2 separate regions of the Mus musculus genome follow, and region 2 is linked to region 1. The links are chromatin contacts, called in public promoter capture Hi-C maps. All regions are on one chromosome and are shown on one strand. Each heading gives the region's core, a stretch centred on a gene start, on an enhancer-like site or on the middle of the called end of the contact. The rest is flanking DNA. Distances are from core to core; before and after follow the strand shown.

Region 1 (4,522 bases), core at 896-3,395:
CCTAGCCATTCAGTGGGAATGTTGTCTGGCACGTGCTGGCAAATGTGGCCCTCAGACTCCTGTCCTCTCTATCATCCAACAGTAATCCACACCCCCAACACTGGCCCACTGAACTCTACTAAGTAGCTGGAGCTGGGATGGCTTTTATAAGCCGGAGTCCTTATGGAAAGTGGCAGGAAGGGAAGGGGCCTCCCAGGTCTCACCTCCAGCCACCCGAGGACGGCAGTGTCCTTCTTCTGCGTCGTACTCCTCAAGGTCACTGGCGCAAAGGCACAGGAAGGAGCCTTCCACGTTCTCACAGAGCGCATCCCCACACACTGCCATCATGAGCTCACACTCGTTCACATCTGCCAGGCATGAGGACAGAGAGGAGGAAGCAAGTACACCCTGCCCCTGGCTCCAGCCCGCGCAGGCAGGTTCTCGTCCCCCAAGAGGACCACGCTTGGAGGAAGCAAAAGTAGATGCGGATTATCGGGAAGGGGGCCTGGTGGGTAGAGGGTGTGGTATGGAACAGAGAAGAGGGGTTGCTGAAAATGGTTATGAAAGCAAACAAAGAGGAGCGTTCCCTCCTCTGGTGTCTCGTGTCCACAAGCTCTCTAGGGAAGCGAGTGGGACAGGAGGTCTCTTTCTTCTTTGCTTGCTCCCTCTGCAGCAGGACTGGCCTTCCATCCTACCCGCCCAGCAGCAGTGCTAGCTGGGGGGGAATTCTCCCTCCCCACGATCCACCCTTTGGGGTCCTATCATGGAGCCCCAGAAACAAGAATGTGTCTGGAGAGGGCCTAGTACCTCCTTTCAAGAAAGACAACCATTGGTGGAAATGAGAAGGGTCCCAGCGTCTTTCCTAGCCCAGACCTGGGGTAGCCCGCAGGCTACTCACCAACACACTCCCAGCCTGATGGTGAGGTCTCGAAGCCCTGGTCACACAGGCAGCGGAAGGAGCCGTCCGTGTTGTCACAGAAGCCATGGTTCCCACACACAGTGTCATTGGCACATTCATCTATGTCTGAGGGACAATGGGGACCAGGGTATGCATAGTCCCTATGTTTGCGGGGAGTACTTATTTATCTGGTCTATTAACACCAAGATTTGAAAACAAACCAATGAACAAACAACAATAACAACAAAAAAACAACCCCTGGACACAGCACAAGAAACCCTTAACTCTAACGTTCTTCTTTAATTTTTGTGTAAGTGTCACTGTACAGGAAATACACAAATTTCAAAGAAGTGCCCAAACAGTGAGTGTTCTTGGGAGAAATTGTTTCTAGTTCAATGAAGGAAAAAACCAACTGTTCTTGGCTCTCCTCACTCCCCTGAGCCCTCCTTGGCCCTCCCGCCTTGACCTCCATCCTCCTACTCACCAATGCAGTCTCCATTTGGCGCCACATAGAAGCCAGGCTGGCAGTCCAGGATGCAGCGGTAGGAACCAGGACTGTTCTCACACCTCCAGGCTCCGCACACCGGGTCTTCACGGTCCTCACACTCATCAATATCTGTCCCCAGAGCCATGAGAGGGGGCAGATGTGTGGCTCAGGTCACTGCTCTGACCCTACCTGGCTGACATTACAAGCTCATATCCCTCTGCTTCTGAGGTCTCTTTCAAATCACTGTGCTCACCTCACCCCAAGCAGATGCACTCAGGATAGTTTCCCCTGACCCAGCAGGGCTGGGCATCTAGGAAGACAACTACACACCATTTGGGAAGCTCTGAGAGCGAGCGTGCTCGGCCTCCTCTGGACCATTTTCACCCCAGTGAGGATCAGGGAGCTTTCTTCAATATCTAGCTCCCTTTCCAATTTCAAGATGGTCTGTAACCATCTGTCCTACCAGAAGAGATTGAACGTAGCAGGTGTTTGGTATCTGCTGAATGTATCTGGCCTTTACAACTAGATGGTGGGCTCTGCTGGTATAAAGATTATTGTCTTTATCATGCCAGCCTTGGGTAAGTCCCTCCAGTCATCAGAATCTCTATAAATACAGTATACTTTGAATCCTGTAGAAAATGCTTTACTTCCTGAGAAGCTGTGCTCATCGTTCCAGGGAGCTAAGAAGGACATGGGGACAGAGGCGGGCAGAAGTAAAGCCGAGCCCCACCCCGTCCCTAGAGTCCTTACCCAAACATTCTCCGCTGTCTGGGGAGGGCTGGAAGCCAGTCTCACACAGACAGCTGAAGGAGCCCTCTGTGTTGACACAGTGTCCTCCCGGACACGGGTCTGTGGCTGCACATTCATCAACATCTAGGATAGAGATGCCCATGAGCAGATGCAGCTAACGGTAGGATAGAGATGCCCGTGAGCAGATGCAGCTAACGGGTCTCTTTAGAGCTTGCTAGGGCCCCAAGCTGCTTCCTTCAGACCTCAAGGAGCCCACAGGAGATCGAGGGAGAAGCTCAGAGTAGGAGGATCAAGGGGACCAGTCCAGTGCCAGGAACCTGAGGCCACGCTGGGGGAAGGGCTCTAGTGGGGGGTGGGGCTCCGTCAGCAGGAGAAAGGGAACACTGAGACCCTGGAGAGCATGCACATCTGCCACAGGCATCACAGAGGGCCCTCTGACTGACTCTAAGCACTTCCTGGATCTTTCACATCTCCCCAGTCCTCCCCAGTCCCGGGTGGGCTGTGGGTATGCTGTTCACTTCAGTAAGGGTGTTCAGAAGGTACTCTGATCTAGAAACCAGTCCTGCTGGTGGACCTTAGACATGACCACGCTGACTTCTTACCCTGGCATCTGGTGCCCCCCTCAGCACTAGCAAAGCCGGGTGCACAGAGGCAGAAGAAGGAGCCCAGGCTGTTGAGGCACTCGCCGTGAGGAGCACAATGCTCTTCCCCAACACACTCATTCACGTCTGCAGGGGCAAGATGGGAAGGGCGTGTCTCCAGGGATGCCTTCACCTCTGCAAGACACTCACTGTCCCCAGCTCCTGACAGGAGACTTGGGTACTCACCCTCACACATGGTGCCATTGACCAGCTGGAAGCCCTGGTGACAGAGGCATTGGTAGGAACCTTCTGTGTTCTTGCATTCGCCTCCCCGGCAGCTGCTTTGGGGACCTTCACACTCATCCACATCTGTAAGGCCACACACAGGAAGGGACCTATCACCTGCCTGAGGGGACTGGACCTGTGACGTTTATCTCTTTTCCCAGAGCAGCACAGCTGGGAGAAGCTCAGGAGAGGACCACGGGGAGAAGGATGGCAAGAGATCTTTCCATTTGGTCTAGCCTTGGCTGGGTTCCTTTCTCACCCAACAGTCCTAGTCCAGGGAAACCCAAGCCTCCTTCCCCTGTCTTGGGTTAAGAAGCAATGGGAAGTGAGTCGAGGGAACAGAAGCCTGGAGCCTGAGACAGTCATTTATTTTGCCTGTGTGTAAGTTTGTTTTGAGATAGGATCTCATGTAGTTAAGCACTGGCCTTGCCTCCAAGATGGCCAGGGATGACCTTGAACTCCTAATCCTCTTGTTTCTACCTCCTAAAGGCCAGGGTTACGATCCTGGATCATCACAGCTGTCCTGCCTGCCCCCGACCCCTACATCCCTTCTCTCGCTAAGTAGCCCTGGTTGGCCTTGGACCGGGCCACTCGATTGTTGGGATCATAGGCATTATTAACACTACTGGGAAGCACAACGGACACTCTAGAATTGTGCTTCTCAACCTTCCTAATGCTGCAACCCTTTAATACAGTTCCTCATGTGGAGACCCCAAATCATATAATTATTTCATTCCAACTTCATAACTGTAACTTTGCTACTATTATGAGTCATAATATAAACATCTGATATGCAGGATATCTGATATGCCTCCCCTGTGAAAGAGTCATTTGATCCCCAAAGGGGTCGAGACCTACAGGCTGAGAACCCCTGCTCTTGAAGCATATAATAGGGTATCACTCAGTCTAGGCCAAGGCCCAAGGAACCACATGTGTCTCGTGTTTCTTGTTATCCCCCTTGGTACCCCTGAGACACTGCAGCCTGCACACCAGTGCCTTCATGGTGTGCATGTGTGTTTCTTGTTTCTTCTTGTACATGCTTGGTTAGTCTACTGTAATCCATCTGCACTCTCCCCACAGGGGAGGGTTCTCTTACCTTCGCATCTGTTGCCCAGGGGGTTGGGCCGGTAGCCCCTGTCACAGTCCTTGCAGGAGAAGGAGCCTACAGTATTGGTGCAGACGCCTGTGGGGCAGACTCCAGGGAAGGCACATTCATCCAAGTCTAGGCAGAGAGACAACTGTGGCCATGGACCCAGGAGGGCAGTCCCAGCAATGAAGCCATCCCTCACTACACCTCTCGCCCATCTGGATCTCCAGAGAAGGGCAAGCCTTGGCCATATTCTATAAGGCGACCTTGTACTTCCTTCCTAGAAAGCTCCTTGCGTAGCCATACCTCCAGCTTACCTCTTTTGAGAGACAGTGTTATATAGCTCAGGCTGGCCTTGAACTCATTCTGTAGTTAAGGCTGGCCTTGAACTCCAGATCCCTCTGCTCCCAACCCCAAGTCCTGGGATCATGGTCATCACACGAAATCACGGTAGG
Region 2 (4,522 bases), core at 1,423-3,922, 150 kb after region 1:
TGTTCCTTTCAGTTTTCAGTTCTGGTCTTAGAAACACAGCGAGAGACATGTTTATAAACATGACAAGAAAACCACTAAATCATGGACAAGTCTTTGCCTGTGCAGAGGACGGGGCAGCATACACTACAAAGTCAAGAACACTTGAGGTTTCTGAACAGTAAATGCTGCCTCCTCAGTGTCCCCAGCTCTATTCTAGCCTCAGTGCTAACCCAATGTGAGGGCAGGTGACCAGCAGCATTGGCACTGGGGGCGGGGGCGACTCAGGGTCATACACCAAACTTCGTCCTACCTCGTGGAGAGCTGCTGCATGGCTTGTAAAGTTCCTTTGCAAAATGCCAGAGAGGAAGTATTTATGGCTTTGTGGACCACACACAGCTACCCTAACTATGCAGATGAGAAAGCAGCCGAAAGACGAATATGGCTGTGTTCCAACTATAAGGCAGCTACAATGCCAGGCACTCATTGTGGCCCACACCTTTAATCCAAATATCAGAAGCAGGTGGATCTCTATGGTAAGGCTAGCTTAGTCTACATAGTGTGTTACAGGACAGTCAGAGCTACTTAGGGAAATCCTGTCTCAGAAACCACCATGAAACAGAAACTGGGCTGGCGTGGGCTTTCCGGCTCCATTTACTATACTAATCTAGGATGGCTCCTCCCACCTTTCCTTTTACCCTTTTCTTTCTTGCCACCCCCCATCCCTTTTTAAGATAAGGTCACCCAGCATAGCCCTGACCCTGGAACTCATTATGCAGACCAGGCTGGCCAGAACTAACAGAGATCTGCCTGCTTCTGCTTCCTGAGTGCTGGGATTGAAAATTTTGTTTTGTTTTGAGCCAGAGTCCCATATAGTTTAGAATGGGCTTTGAGACCCCCATGTACACAGGATGACCTTGAACTCCTGATCAGAGAGTTCTGCCTCCCAGGTGCAGGCATCACAGCAGGGTGTCCAACCAGCCTCAACACTTTTTTTTATTTGAAAAACATAACATTAGGCTTTCCACTTCCTCAAAGCTATGTACCCAGTAAACCAAAGGATAGGAAAATTCAAGCCTCTCCAGATATTAATAATTCCCAAGTTCCTGGGAGGAACTGAAAACAAGGGAAAATGTTAACATTCCAGCCTGCAGCACAAGACAGCACCGGTCCCTGGAAAGCAAATGACTCAGAAACCATGACGGGTATGGAGACAGAAACATTCCCTTACATGCACTCGGAAGGCCATGCTGTGGCCCACCTCATAGGGGTCCTTCCAATCCCAGGACACTTTGCAGGACCGGGGATCCAGGTAATTTCCCCGCACGTAGTCATAAATAGTCCGGTCCCCTCGGCGCTCACGGTCTTCATTCTGAAGAAAGCTGACTACACGTGCGGCAAGCTCAAAGAGGAACTTAATTGTGAAGAAGAATGCAACCACAGACACTATGATTCCACCTACACGAAAGAGAAACACAAACCACATTACAGCGACTACAGAACAGACTGGCAGCTCACAATGCTTAAAGGAGTCAGAAGTATCTGCAAGATTGTAAGAACGAAGGAGGAGAGGGAGGGAGGAAAGAAGGAAAGAAGGAAGGAAGGAAGGGAGGAAGGGAGGGAGGGAGAAAGGGAGGGAGGAAGGAAGGGAGGAAGGAAGGAAGGAAGGAAGGAAGGAAGGGAGGGAGGGAGAAAGGGAGGGAGGAAGGAAGGGAGGAAGGAAGGAAGGAAGGGAAGAAGGGAGGAAGGGAGGAAGGGAGGAAGGGAGGAAGGGAGGAAGGGAGGGAGAAAGGGAGGAAGGGAGGAAGGGAGGGAGGAAGGGAGGAAGGGAGGAAGGGAGGGAGAAAGGGAGGAAGGGAGGGAGGAAGGGAGGAAGGGAGGAAGGGAGGAAGGGAGGAAGGGAGGAAGGGAGGGAGGAAGGGAGGAAGGGAGGAAGGGAGGAAGGGAGGAAGGGAGGAAGGGAGGAAGGGAGGAAGGGAGGGAGGAAGGGAGGAAGGGAGGAAGGGAGGAAGGGAGGAAGGGAGGAAGGGAGGAAGGGAGGAAGGGAGGAAGGGAGGGAGAAAGGGAGGAAGGAAGGAAGGGAGGAAGGAAGGAAGGAAGGAAGGAAGGAAGGACGGACGGACGGACGGACACTGTAATGTGTAGAAAGGAGCTTCTAGAGCATAATTAGCTAACTGATCTCAGGACAAACCCCACCCTGGTGTTACACCTCTGTAAATGAAGCTATGCTAGGACATCACCTCACCAGTCCTAAACGAACCACCCAGGCAGAGCTGAGTATGTGGAAGGAGACCGTATGTTTGCAAAACGAGGAATGTATTTGTTCTCTTGCCTTTCACAGACCAGTCTGCTGACCCTGTTGTCTATCACGAAGCCCAGGCACAACCCCTCCCACCGTCCTGCCATGCTGCCCCTCACAGAAGTGCTTAGCATAGTGTGCTCTTGCTTCCCTCCACCTGGAAGCCTTTTGTTTGCTTGTCCACTTGGCAAAAGCCTTCCACAAGTCCCATCAGTTAGGGCTTCCTTCTTTTGGGCCCCCTCAAACTTCTGTATCTACTAACTTCACTTACCTACCTCCCCCTTCGTGTTGTGAACTCCTTACAGGCAGATTTTTGCCTTGACTTGGACTTTACAGTAAACAGTGTCTGGCACACACTATAATTACTCAATAACTATTTCCCAAATGAATGAACTCTGCCAACTGTGTGAGGGTACGTTCTGGCACAAGTGGAGCTATTTCTAGCTCCATGTTCAAGGAGAAGGTGAGATAGGGAGGCAAACAGGAACTCGACAACATTAACCAAAGACAAGGGAAACGATCCAATCACATACCAATAACGTAAAACATCAGGTCTCTTCAACGCCACCGGACAGCCGAGGATCACAGCTGCAACTGCAAAAGAACATCTGTTCAGTGTCTTCCAGGTCTCCTTAAAGCCACCCCAGGAGACAAAGCAGAGCACGTGCCGTAAGCCTACCAGCTCTAGTCTCGTGCCTTAACGTCCCCATCCTCTCTGCCACGCCCGATAGGGGCCCTGTGCCATGTGTCACACAAATAGACTATGGCGCTCTGCCTAAGGGCTTAGGGTCTACTGACCGTTCTCAGAAGGCAGCCACTTGATTTAGTGCTAGCTACATATGAAATGATACAGCTCTCATCTTAGTTCCTCTTCCGTGAAGAGTGCTGCTAATTAGGACAAGGAAAGAGGATAATGGAGCACTTCCCCCATGTTATCTGCCCTCTGAAAGCAATCCAGCTAAGTAGAAAAAACAGCTATATAAATTGAAGATATTTTTTACAAGTAAATATGATCGTCATGCTAGCATCAAGAAAGCAAAGTGAACTCTGGGTCATCCCAATAATAAGTAGCGGGTACAAAGGAGGAGTCATTCGTGACATTACCAGATCAGACAAACGGATGGGCCCTAGGGAAGATGGATTCAACAGAAAGCAGAGTTGTGGAAAAAAAGGAGGGGATGAAACCTTCCATCCTAAGTGGTGTCCACTAAGACCAGAGTCTGAGGGGGAATTTTCACTGTTACTCAACTTGTTTTCCCCCAATTCGTACATCAGCATCCCGCACTCAGAGACTAGACATCTAAAGATTTCTAGACTCCAACCTTGGAGAGCACAGAACAATTTGAAAAGGGAAAGGAGAACAGGCACCTGTGTGCATTTATATCTGATTGTGCGTCAAGGTTTTAAGAGAGAGAGAGGTGACACATGGCTTGAGACACAAGGACAGGAAAGTGCCTACCTGCCTCTGACAATTACAACCTTTTGCCCACCATGAGGCAGCTGGCAAACGGCAAACCAAAACAGGAAGGAAGGGCCAGGGCGATAGCTAATCTACACCTCCATGGGTGTGACAGTTCTTGCTGCTTTAACAAGTTAGGATTTACTATCTTCACCTCCTTAGCATAACTCTGGCATAGTTCATCAGAGTACTGACAGCTCTAAAGGCAGAGTGGAACAAATAGTGAAACACAGAGGAGCAAGCAGACAGATGCCTCCATCCTTCAGTCAGATTCATAAGCTCAAACTGTGACCCTGGCCAAGCCACCTAATCTCTCCACTGAGAGCCAGTTTTCTTCTCTGTCAAATGGAGAGAGTACTCACAGGCACCTCACTTGGGTGTTATTAGGACTTAGTGGGCTAACACGTCAGCCTAGAACTGCAGTGAGCTTTCAGTCTTTGTGCTGCTTATCTATAGAACCAGCATCATACCTCCTTTGCTTCAGAGCTGACAGGAAATTCAGGGAGAAATGTATTAACAATTACAAAGGACATGATTTCTCACTGGATCAACAAATCTTACCCTTCAAGGGAATTCTTTACACTCTTCTAATGTGATGACTGAAAACTTTTATAAGAAGTTAAGAACTCGCATTAAAGCAAACCATCCAACAAATTCTAAGTGCTTGCTGTGTCAGGCACTGGGAAACAGCCCAGAGCATAACATCCACTCTGACTCCAGCAAGAGTCACCTTTGCCTTGTTAAACCCTTGGGCATTGTTTTTCCCTATTAGATTATTTCTCAACCAA

Evidence for each region. Capture Hi-C pulls out chosen DNA fragments and counts their contacts.
Region 2: a promoter capture Hi-C map of adipose tissue shows a contact between it and region 1. The contact joins two enhancer-like sites. A contact is called at or near these places in 6 of 484 Hi-C or Micro-C datasets (the G1E-ER4 cell line, Sertoli cells, embryonic fibroblasts and 3 more), 1 of 115 datasets of contacts at active chromatin or transcription factors (fibro-adipogenic progenitors) and 4 of 9 other capture datasets (adipose tissue, embryonic stem cells, liver and 1 more).

Annotation. Positions count from the first base shown.
Region 1 is chr12:84,788,881-84,793,402 of GRCm38.p6, forward strand. Ltbp2 (latent transforming growth factor beta binding protein 2) reads right to left here. Exons shown (of 36, transcript NM_001370743.1): 22 at 4,077-4,202; 23 at 2,942-3,064; 24 at 2,717-2,842; 25 at 2,115-2,237; 26 at 1,362-1,493; 27 at 878-1,003; 28 at 204-347. Among named protein-coding and RNA genes, the nearest start is that of Isca2, 18 kb to the left of the region's middle. Within about 2 kb of position 2,146, at least 17 of the 459 cell types and tissues checked have an H3K27ac peak or open chromatin away from gene starts, as enhancers often do. A contact at or near this core is called in adipose tissue, where this site is marked.
Region 2 is chr12:84,940,524-84,945,045 of GRCm38.p6, forward strand. It overlaps Arel1 (apoptosis resistant E3 ubiquitin protein ligase 1), which reads right to left. Exons shown (of 20, transcript NM_178065.5): 3 at 2,809-2,869; 4 at 1,208-1,434. The coding sequence starts at 2,824. Among named protein-coding and RNA genes, the nearest start is that of Arel1, 28 kb to the right of the region's middle. Within about 2 kb of position 2,673, at least 14 of the 459 cell types and tissues checked have an H3K27ac peak or open chromatin away from gene starts, as enhancers often do. A contact at or near this core is called in adipose tissue, where this site is marked.